2 separate regions of the Gossypium hirsutum genome follow, and region 2 is linked to region 1. Evidence: chromatin contacts called from public Hi-C data. All regions are on one chromosome and are shown on one strand. The core of a region is the stretch at or near the end of the contact, and the rest is flanking DNA. Distances in the headings are between cores, read along the strand shown.

Evidence for each region. Hi-C and Micro-C count contacts between places; a contact is called where the count stands out from the background.
Region 2: a contact with region 1 is called in a Hi-C map of leaf, with 3 times the contacts expected there. The contact joins the promoter of LOC107946934 here to the promoter of LOC107946879 in region 1. A contact is called at or near these places in 9 of 34 Hi-C or Micro-C datasets (callus, hypocotyl and leaf).

Annotation. Positions count from the first base shown.
Region 1 is chrA08:79,413,278-79,419,326 of Gossypium_hirsutum_v2.1, forward strand. It overlaps LOC107946879 (luminal-binding protein 5), which reads right to left and starts at 3,754. Exons shown (of 8, transcript XM_041074483.1): 1 at 3,539-3,754; 2 at 2,681-2,948; 3 at 2,378-2,592; 4 at 2,041-2,283; 5 at 1,480-1,959; 6 at 1,234-1,388; 7 at 1,045-1,127; 8 at 116-965. The coding sequence starts at 3,596. The coding sequence ends at 467.
Region 2 is chrA08:79,699,457-79,705,505 of Gossypium_hirsutum_v2.1, forward strand. LOC107946934 (B2 protein) reads left to right here and starts at 2,603. Exons shown (of 5, transcript XM_016881444.2): 1 at 2,603-3,487; 2 at 3,663-3,763; 3 at 3,850-3,933; 4 at 4,021-4,131; 5 at 4,227-4,524. The coding sequence starts at 2,884. The coding sequence ends at 4,268.

The sequences.
Region 1 (6,049 bases), core at 2,504-5,003:
AATGCAGCAGGGTTGTTCTTCAATCTCAATCAAGGCGATAATGCCTCAACCCCTTTGCGATATCTGGCAGCAAATCCAGAAGAGTAGCAAATGGCGGGCAAAGAAAACAAAGAAATTCCCTAAATATCATATTCTTATGATAATTTTTAATCAACTTTTCTGATTTTCGGTCCTTCACAAGTTCACAATTATTCGATGAGAAAGACTGAGTTGTTTAACATAACATAAGCAAAAATACAAAGTAATGCAAACAAAACATCCCTTCAACTGTATCTTCTATCTTCACCAAAAATAAAATAAAATAAAATAAAGAAAAACAAAAACAAAAAGACAAGCAAAGAAGGGGGGCGGGGGGGCAATATACCATGAGAAAAATTTACAAAAATCCTCGTCTTAACTGCCCTACGCTCTCCTCATCCTCACTCTTGCTTGTTCATCACCAACCCTCGATATTGCTAAGAGATTTTTAAAGTTCATCATGCGAATCCTCCTCTTCGGTTGATCCTCCAGCCCCTGGGGCTCCGCCAGATCTTTGGTAAACAGCCGTGATAATGGGGTTGCAGACAGCCTCAACCTCCTTGAGCTTCTCCTCGTAGTCTTCCTTCTCAGCATTCTGGTTGTCATCAAGCCACTCAAGGGCCTCCTTCACGGCTGCTTCAATTTTCTCCTTCTCATCGGATTCAAGCTTGTCAGCGAGCTTATCCTTGTCACTAATCTGGCTTTTCAAGTTGTAGACGTAAGTCTCAATGCTGTTGCGGGCATCGATTCTTTCCTTCACCTTCTTATCCTCCTCTGCAAATTCTTCTGCCTCGCGAACCATTCTGTCTATCTCCTCCTGGCTCAGACGACCCTTATCATTGGTAATAGTGATCTTCTCTGTTTTATGTGTGCCCTTATCTTCTGCCTTCACATTTAAAATCCCATTTGCATCAACTTCAAACGTAACTTCAATTTGAGGGGTTCCCCTGTGCAGTTGAGTTGTCACAACATTAAGTCAATACACTCAATATACAAGTGCAGAATTGACAAAGGGAGAGTGCAAACCTTGGAGCTGGAGGAATTCCAGTAAGATCAAAATTCCCAAGCAACCTACAATCCTTCGTGAGACTCCTTTCGCCTTCAAACACCTGACATCAGTCCATAACAAATCCAAATAAGGTTCAAAGACTTCCAGTTCTTAGCATTGCCAGAAACATCCAATTCTCAAGTATTTTTAATAGCATTTGTAAATACCTGAATGGAGACGGTGGTCTGCTGGTCCTGATAAGTGGTGAAAACTTGAGACTTCTTGGTTGGGATAACAGTGTTTCTGGGAATCAACTTTGTCATGACGCCACCGACAGTTTCAATACCGAGACTAAGCGGAGCCACATCAAGGAGAAGAATGTCTGTCCATAAAAACATTATACACAAATATCAGCCATAGTTTATTCCATTATAACACTTTCATGAGCTATAAGCACGGGAGATGAAATGTACCTTTGGTTTCATCACCACCCTCTCCACTCAAGATTCCTCCTTGCACTGCAGCACCATAAGCAACTGCTTCATCTGGGTTAACACCCTTATTGGGCTCCTTTCCGTCAAAGTAGTCCTTAAGGAGTTGTTGAACCTTTGGAATTCTAGTGCTTCCACCGACAAGAACAATCTCATCAATTTGGCGTTTCTCCAAACCAGCATCTTCCATTGCCTTCTTCACAGGTCCCATTGTCTTTCGGAACAGGTCATTGTTCAACTCCTCAAAACGGGCCCTGGTCAGTGGCTCAGAGAAATCAACACCTTCAAAAAGTGATTCAATCTCCACACGGACCTGGTGCTGGCTGCTAAGAGCTCTTTTGGCACGCTCAGCTTCCCTCCTAAGCTTCCCAAGTGCCCTGTTGTCCTTGCTGATATCCTTTCCATGCTTTTTCTTGATCAGTTTAATAAAGTACTCCATAACCCTCTGATCAAAATCCTCACCTGCAAGAAAAGTGACCGTAAACAAAGATCCAGTGTTGAAAAAATTTTATAATCCTATAAGAAAACAATAAAGATGCTTACCTCCCAAATGAGTGTCTCCATTTGTGGAAAGAACCTCAAATACACCATTATCAATAGTCAAGACACTGACATCAAATGTCCCACCACCAAGGTCAAAAACAAGAATGTTTTTCTCTCCACCCTTTTTGTCCAAACCATAGGCAATGGCAGCTGCAGTTGGTTCATTGATAATTCTTGCCACGTTAAGCCCAGCAATAACGCCAGCATCCTTGGTGGCCTGCCTCTGGGCATCATTGAAGTAAGCTGCAAATAAAACAGAGATAATATGAGCATAATCAAGGATCCAACAAACTTAACCATTTTGAGCTGAGAACATTGTTTCTTATGGTGCACTCACCAGGAACAGTGACCACTGCATCCTTAATTTTCTTCCCAAGGAAAGCTTCGGCTGTGTCCTTCATCTTACCCAGAATCATAGCACTAATCTCTTCAGGACTGAAAACCTTGGTCTCTCCATCCTTAATCTTTACTTGAATATAAGGTTTTCCATCCTTGTTGACAATCTTGTAGGGAACAAGTTTCATGTCCCTCTGGACCTCCTTATCTTGAAACCTGCAAAGAACAAAGCCCCCGCAGTAAGCATTATTTCCCAACCAACCCCTACAATGTAAAACAAGAAACATGGCAGAATGAGATTTACTTTCTTCCAATAAGTCTTTTGACATCAAAGATGGTCCTCTCTGCGTTAACAGCTGCCTGATTCTTAGCAGCTTCACCTATCAGCCTCTCACTGTCTGTGAAACCCACCCATGATGGTGTGATACGGTTTCCTTGGTCATTGGCTATAATTTCCACGTGACCATTCTTGTATACACCAACACAAGAATACGTTGTGCCAAGATCAATTCCAATTACGGTCCCCAATTTCGCGGCTTCCTCCTTTGCAATCGAGAGTGCAAAAAGACATCCTGTTTGAAAAGTTAACACGATGCTAACCATTATACAGTCCTTTTTCAATATCACTCTATGGTCATTTTTAAACTCAATCATTATGTTAGCCAAAGTTATTTAAAGTCACTATCCATTGAATTAGACATCAAATATCAAATTTGGTAAAGCGGCCACGTGGAAAGATCAAGATAGAACAGAATCCTAACCAAGTTCTAGAATATTTACGCTCATAACATTGCAACTTCCATCTTAGAAATGCTTCACCACAAATGGAAAATTAAAATAAAATACGTGAAAACACATGATTTTGTTCGAATCAAACTAATTTCCGAGACATTAATTTCATAATCCAGAAATTTCTAGTTCTGAAATCAATGGAGCAAAAACAAATGATATGAGATCGCCGAAACTCTCATTTGATGATGTAATGCATTACAAGAATCCGTAGAACCTAAATCAGATCTAAGCATGCACCGATTTGGGAGGAAAAACATCATCAAACAAAACTAGATCTAACACGTTTCGTCTCAAACAGTTAAAGAATCAGAGAACACGGAATCACATGAAACAAGCGGAATTAACAAATGAGGAACAGCACGATACTCACCGGACAAGACTATCGCTAGAACCACCAAAGAGCCGCGCGCTCTGAATGAGCCAGCCATCACTCCACCTCAACACTTATCTGTGGAGAAGCCTCTTTGAGTTTTTTTTTTTTTTTCCCTCTGAAAGTGGAATGGTTGTAGTGTTTAAAATGAAATGAGCATTTTTCGAAGAAAGAGTCGCGGGTCGAGCATTTTATATTTGTTGTGTCCCACGTTTGACGGAAGTTTCTCAGGTGAGTAACAGGAGAGAACATGTCATAGTGTTGACGTGGGCCAATCAAGTTTGAAGGAAGGGATGATTGAGCCAATGAAATTAGATATTGGGTTGGGAAGATCTTGGCCGTTTATTTCCCAAATGTCCTTGTGTCCGCTTCCTTCTCGCTTGCTTTCTTCGATTCAAGCTATTAATAAAATAGGATGACAATTGACCAGTATTCCGGTAATTGATTCAAAACGCGCCAACATTCTATCGTTTTGGGCTTTTCCAAATGCGAAGTAGAAACATTCATATTATATTTATTTATTAAAAATTTGTTGTAAATTTTATAACCAATCAAAAATATATTGTTTGAAAAAGTAAAAATACTATAAAATAATATGTATTTTATTTTTTATAATCTTCATAATTTTTTTATGATCAATTTGTATCGATTTTAAGTTGATTTAATTTTTAAAAATGAAAATAATATAATAATTGAAGGATATGAAGTTATTTAAAATTCCTTAAATTACTACTTTCTTTACTACAAAAATCAAAAGAATCATATCCTAAGCGATTGGTTTTTTTTATATAATTATTATCATAACAAGTATATAATATTTAAACATTATAACGTATAAAACTCTTTTTTTTTTTCATTTTTGCACTAAGCATCTAATGAGACCCATAAAAATATTAATACACTAAATGTTAATGTGCCATATTAATATGGCGCCACTTGCTAAATATTGAAGCCCACCACCTAAATTTGTTTCAGTTTTTTTTTTCTCTAAAACATTACTTTAACATATATATACATATATATATATATACACTAATTTTTTTATCCCGTTCAATGCACGAGTGAAACTTTTATGTATCTGTTTCAAAAAAAAAAAAGAAACTTTTATGTATCAATTTTAACATTTTATATTTAATTTTTAATGATTGTTGCGAACAAAAAAGGTGCATGTTTATTTTAAAAATGATTATAAATAAAGTTTAATACTTATTATAATTCATGTAATGAGTCAAGTTAGAAATTTTTTTAGGGTGCGAAATTAAATTATAATTTTTGTAATAATAAAAATATAATTTTATCATTTTATCATTCTATATCTTTATAATTATTAAAGGATTAAATTAAAATTTTATCATTTTTAGGGGATAAATTGTAATTTTCCCTTTACTATTTTAAAATTTTCAAAGGGCATAAATGAAAAATTTTCTATTTTGGGGGGGTGCCAGGGGCCCTTGCCAGCCCTTGGTTTTGCCCCTAGAATGAGCTAAAATGGAATTATTTGTCCCTTATATATAGGGGTGAGTGTTCGATCGAATTGAATGAAAAAATTTCGAGTTAATCGAGTTAACGAATCATATTTTGTCATCCTAATTCGATTTGAAATTTTATCGAATCGAGTCTAGTGAGATGGAATTCGAATAGAATCGAATATATTTTTTCAAGTTAAATTAAAAAAATATTTTAGGTCTTTGTAATCACTATACTCACCGTAATCAAATTTGTTATTAACTTTTATCTCTTTATAATTTATTTATTAATCTTTTATATACGAGTTAACTTCTTTACTTGCTTAGTTGCTTCAATTATCTTCTGATCCTTGTCATTATGTATTTTGAAACTAAAAAATTTATATATTAAATGTGAAAAATGAGATTTTTTAATAAAAATTATCTTAAAGATAAAATGTGAAATTGATACAACATAAAATTTTAACACGAATATTTTATGGCATCATCAATAATTCAATTTTAGTAAAAATTTATAAAGATTCAATATTATAAAACAATTCAATAATACAAATAGTACAAAATGTGAAATTTTATATTAATAATATAAAATAATAAATATAAATAAAATTATTATTTAGGTTTAGGAATTTTTTTTGGATGATTTTAATTTTTTTTATTTGGGGTTAAGGGTGAGAAGTAAAAATTTAAGGTAAAAATAAAAATTTTGAAAGTTGAGCAATAAATGGGAGGAGTAAAATTTCGGGAGGGAAATATTCAAAAAAAAAAAAGAGAGGGGGGAAATGGGTTTGGGGTAGAAATGGGGTGGGATGGGAGAGGAGCAAAAGTTATAGGGGAAAAGTGAGACGGAGTAAAAGTTTTGAGAGGAAAGTGAAGAAGTTTAGGAGTTTGGGGTAATTGTGTAAATTATTATAGTTTAATATTCAATTTATTTGAATTATTCAAGTTTTTCGAATTTAAAAACCAAACTCGATTCAAACTCGAAATTCAAAAAAAAATTCGAGTTGACTCGAATAACTCGATTATTTCGAATATTGAATTCGTT
Region 2 (6,049 bases), core at 1,353-3,852, 290 kb after region 1:
GAAGATCGTTTGGTTGAAATTCGGGAACTACAAGGAGTCTATCCGAAAACACATGTATGATTTTGGTCTAAGGTTTATTGCTATAAATATCACAAACCGGGTTAATTTTCAAAATTTTTATTTTTCGCTATACAAGAAAATCGTTTTCAAATCGGATTTTCAATATTGAATTTCAAGACACGATGTGACAAGGAACCCTTGTCGTCACAACGAGGCAAGTCAGTATGTCATGTCGCAGCGAGGAACCCCCTCACATCGCGACATTGTTTTGAAATTTTGAAAATGTTACAAATTGGTCATTGTTCGATTCTGGGTTAATTCTAAAGCATATATAGGCTCGAATAAAACCCAAGAAAGGTCATATAATATGATTATGAGATAAAATGGTTATCTTCTATGATTTATGTTTTAATTTGAGTGTTAAATGCTTGTAATTATTTCGATAACTGTCATAACATCTTATATCTCGAATCCGGCGGTTGAGTCAGGCGAGGAGTGTTATAGGTCTTTGTGTCTATCATAAGGTTATTATTACAAAATCATTTTCCCCCTTCTTTTTAACCTAACTCACAAGAAAATTGATACTTTTCATATGGAAATTGGTCTCATTAAACTGATTTTGCCTAACAAATTCAAAATATGTTTATCTTAGTCAATACGAAGACAGTTGGGCAAAAAAAAAAAAGTTCAGTACGTCCATTGATACAAGATTAAGTACATTGCTTGTGACATTTTAAACTTTTTTCTTATATAAACTTGCATCTTTATTTACTTGTAACTTAAAATATACATTCTTTTTAAATGATAACTAATATTATTATGATGATTTTTTATATAATTTTAAAATAAATAATTAAAAACTATGCATCCAACAAACGAACATGTGTTTAATAAGCTTAATATACGAGTTTTTTTTATTTATTTATCATTTCACCTATATTCATTATTAAATAATTTAAAAAAAATATTTTTTATAGGAAATTATTTTTCCTAGATATATATATAGAGAGAGTTAATTGCACTAAACATCTCTAAACTATGACCCTCACTCTAAATTGGTCTCTAAACTTTAAAACGTTCTAATTATATCTTTAAACTATCGATGTTATACCAATTAGGTCTTTATTATTGAGATTGTTAATTTAACCATCAAATAAAGTAAAACTGAAAGAAAGAAAGTGGACGATAGTTTTTGTAAAAGTTTTGAAAACTTCAAAATAAGATATTTATAACATCAATTTTTACAATATTCATTTTTCTTTAATTTTTTTAATTTAGATTATGTTGTATAAGATTTGACATCTTTTTTAATGGTTAAATTAACGATTTTAATAATAGAATAACCTTATTGATAACATTGATAGTTAGAAGATGGAATTAAAATGTTTTAAAATTTGAGAACCAATTTAAAATAAAGATCATAATTTGAAGGTGTTTAAGACAATTAACTCATATACATTAATTAATTATGAGGTGTGATATGATGATTGTTCATCTCATCCATGGTTTAATCTCCTCTTTTAAAAATATAACATATTTTATGAACAATCTTTTTTTTTTAAAAAGCACTCACGAAAAGATTACTACCGGCTAAGGCTGTGTTTAGTAATGTTTTTTAGAAGCACTTTTAAAGTAAAAGAAATGCTAAATAAGCAACTTTTGAAAGAAATTTTTAGTTTTTCAAAAGCACTTTTCCCTTAATGGAGAAGTTAAAATATTTAGCTTTTCTCCCCTAAAAATATTTTTGAAGCTTAATTACGTTTTCACCCTCCAACACATGATATTTTCTTTCTCTGATTAATTGTTTAAAAAATATTTAAAATTTATTTTCATATATTAAACTATTAAATAAATTATAATAAATTATTTTCTATATTCTTATTAAATTTTTATAATATTAATTAATTTGAACATTATTTAAATATTTATTAATTACTTTATAATACCATATTTAAAATAAATATTTTATTTTTTAAAAACATTTTTTGACAAAAATATTAAATACTTAAATTTTAAATTAAACTTTTTAAAAATATTTATCAATAACATTTTTACAAAACAGTACTAAACTACACAGCTGCAAATTCAGAAAGTGCAAAGTTTCCATCTCCGTTTTATCTCATAAATCAAACACGTGTGAGTTCCCCTCTTTAAGGAGAAAAAAAAAAAGAAGAAAAGAACTTCACGAACCAAACAGTACTATAAGTGAAGCATCTGTCTGTCACACAAACTCGCCTTTTTTAAGGCTTAACACCTAAGTAAAGACAAATCTCACATCTGAATGTGAACTCAATATTAATTATTAAAATGAAAAAGGGCAGCATCTAGAAGGGCCTTCCCCCTCTGCCACGCCAAACCGCGTTTTCTGCCCTCATCACTCTCGTATTAGAAGCCAACATCATTTTCATCTTACTTTTTTAAAAACCAAATGAGAATTATTATTTTAAGATAATTTAGTGGTTATAATTTGGAAATTAAATCTAATCAAAATCGAGGATTTTAGAGGAAAAAGTTTGGTATTTGAGATAAATTTAAGATTTTTTTTTATTTTTTTTAGTTCTGGTAATATATATTTTCACTTTCCACAATGACACGCAATCTTTATTCTACCTGCCTAGTGTTAAGAGTCTCCCAAATTCACTCACTTTCTACGAAATTACCCATTTCTCCCTTATTTAACACTCACCTCTTTACCAAATCTTTTCTCTCTTTATTATACTTCTCTTTTTCTTTTGCTTTCTCTTGCTCTGCTTTTGCATCTTTCTTGTTTTGATCATCTCATACCATAACTTGCATATTTTTACTGCTCAGGGAGTCAAATTAAGTCATCTTTCATACCCAGATCTCTATTTTTAAGGTTTTGGAAGGGAATTGGAGTTGGCTATGGAGAACAACCAGCAATCATTTTGGCATTTCAGTGATCAACTTAGGATCCAAAATTCCAATTTGGCTAATCTTTCGCTCAACGATTCCATATGGAGCAACAGTTATGTCTCTAAAAGGCCTGATGAAAGGAGGAATTTTGATATCAGAGTCGGTGGTGAAGTTAATTCTGTTAACAACTTGAAGCCCAAAGTCTCTGATTTCAATTCTTTCAACAATGATGGATGGAAAATTGGAGCCACCACCAACAACATAGGGTTCGGCCCCATCGCTCCGAAGAATACCGGAATCAACGGAGGATTCAACAAAGGGGTTTATTCGAAGCCGGCGAATAACAATAATTTCAATGTTAATTTGAAGGGGAATAAGAATAGAGGAGAGGATGATCATGGTAGCAAAAGCGGGAAGAAGAATAGTAACAAGAAGAAGAACAATAACAGCGACAATAACAACAACGAAACTAAAGATGGGGGGAGTGCTGCTGACAAGAGGTTCAAGACACTGCCACCGTCCGAGGCTTTGTCTAGGAACGAAACTGTTGGAGGCTACATCTTTGTTTGCAACAACGATACCATGCAAGAGAATCTCAAGAGACAGCTCTTTGGTATGTATACAAGTCTGGGTTTAATTTCCTTTTTCATTTCTGAGGCCGATGTTAGATTTGGTACTTGCACTAGAAAGGGAAAGTAAATCAATTAGATTAATGAAACAAAGAATTAGGTTATTTGATGTGATATTCAGTTCATGCTCCTAAATGGTTGGTCTGCATAAATTTGTAGGTTTGCCTCCACGTTACCGAGATTCAGTCCGGGCCATAACTCCGGGTCTGCCTCTTTTCCTCTACAATTACTCCACCCACCAGCTCCATGGAATATTTGAGGTTAGTATCTCGTTTTTTTTTTTCTCGTAATTTTCTGACATTTGAGTGTACAAGGGTCTTAAATGCTTTAATGATTTTGTAATTAGGCTGCAAGCTTTGGAGGAACAAACATCGATCCAACAGCTTGGGAGGACAAGAAATGCCCTGGCGAGTCCCGCTTCCCTGCTCAGGTATTTTGTCCGCCCATTATTTCTTAGTCATTCCATAGAAATATAATCTTGCTTAAAAAATCAATACTAATGTTTGTTCCTATGCAGGTTCGGGTGTTAACAAGGAAAATCTGTGAGCCACTTGAGGAGGACTCCTTTAGGCCAATTCTCCACCACTACGATGGTCCCAAGTTCCGCCTTGAACTCAACGTGCCGGAGGTAAAATCTCTCTCACAATGACAGAACATCGATATTTTCTTTTCCTCCCTAGCCTTGTTGGTTCTGATCTTATTTTGTGTGGTTAAAATTTTCAGGCACTCTCCCTATTGGATATATTTGCTGAACAAGATCCTTAAGCAAACAAACTACAAAGGACATACAAATACACAAAGATAAAGGAAGGGAAGAATAAGTAGAGAGAATATAGAGAGCATACTTGGGAGTTTTAAGACGTTATATATGGGGTGAACTGAATGCAGGGATCCATTACCTGCGAGTTGTAAACCTTTTTGCTCACAGGATTGCTATGGCTGCCCTTTATTTGTTATACAGTTTGTCTTATACATAAATAATAGTGTACTTAAAACTAATAATAAACTCCCAACTTATTTATGCTGTTCTTATATAGGGATATTAGTGTAACTTTTGGCTGTTCGCAACTAGGTACACATTGATCTTTAAATGTTTTTTTTAATCCACATGGATATTTAATACTTTAATAATTAGACTTATGGTTGAACAAGTTAGACCATCAATTTTTGATTTAACTAGTTCACTTGGTTCGACAGTTTTTCGATTCAATTAGTGGGTTTGACAGTTTTCGATTCAATTAGTTCGACCGGTTTGATTATTAAATTAATAATAATTAAAAATTCATAAAATCTAAAATAATAATTAAAAAGTATAAATCAGATTTTTAATTATTGTTGGTCCGATGATTGAAACGATTGAATTTTAATTAAGAATTGGTGGTCAAAACTTGTTCAATCATCGGTTCAGTTATTAAAATATTGAATATAATATTTTGAGATTGTATCATATTATTATATGATTTTTTAAGTGATAATGTGACACAATCTCAAAGTGCAATTCTATCGAATTGTTAGATTTTTCAAATTCAAAGATCAAAAAAATTCAAAATAAATAGATACCAAAGTGAACTCAGTTAATGTGAACTTACTTGAGCCAAAAATTATATGATCCTCCTTTTTCTTTTTCGATAATAGAGGATAAGTTTAAATGAATAATAATTTTTAAGTGTTAGGGTTAAAATAGATTAAAAAGGGTTTAAGAGCCAATGTAGACTTAGTTATGAAGTCCAGAAATTAAAATTTGCATTAACATCGTCTTTTCTTAGGATTTTAATTATTAATTTAATTTCTTTTTCATATTATGATTTATAATTTATATTTGAAGTTTATGTTGCCTTTCTAAAAAATGATTAATTTAATAATTTTATTAAATTAATATAAAATCAATCTTGTATAATTATGATATAAAAAATATGACACGACATAATTAAAACATAAATACACAAAATAATTAAATATTACACAAATTTATGAATATGCAAAAATTTATATTAAAAATTACATATACATTTTAGAAATAAAACCACGATAACAAATTATATATGTAAAATATGATATGCATTAAAACATAATATAAAAAACCATGAAATATCTGGTATGGCCTTAAAATAATGCAGATAAATCTTTGAAATTAATATGACATTAATTAGTATCTGATATATGATCAATAATTAAGATGTAAAAATAAAATTAAAATATATTAGATTCCAATGTTTATAAAAGAAAAGAAAATTTCATACAAACAATGAAAGTTTATTGGGACAATGTTTGGTTGTTAAGGCTAAATTATAAATATGATGATTATTAAATTTTTAAAAAGTATTATATAATCAATTTATTGTTTTCCTATTCTCTCATTAAATATATAACAATCAGATGTTAATTATATACTGCTTTTACAAATGGAAGACAAGAATTTTGCACGTATTTATTTATATAATTTCAATTAGTAAAAATTAACTGTTTACCTTTTGCATTTTAGAGGCAGTGCTGCATTTTCTTTCCCATAACAGCCAAAATTTGGTTGGGATAATACCAAGTTTTAT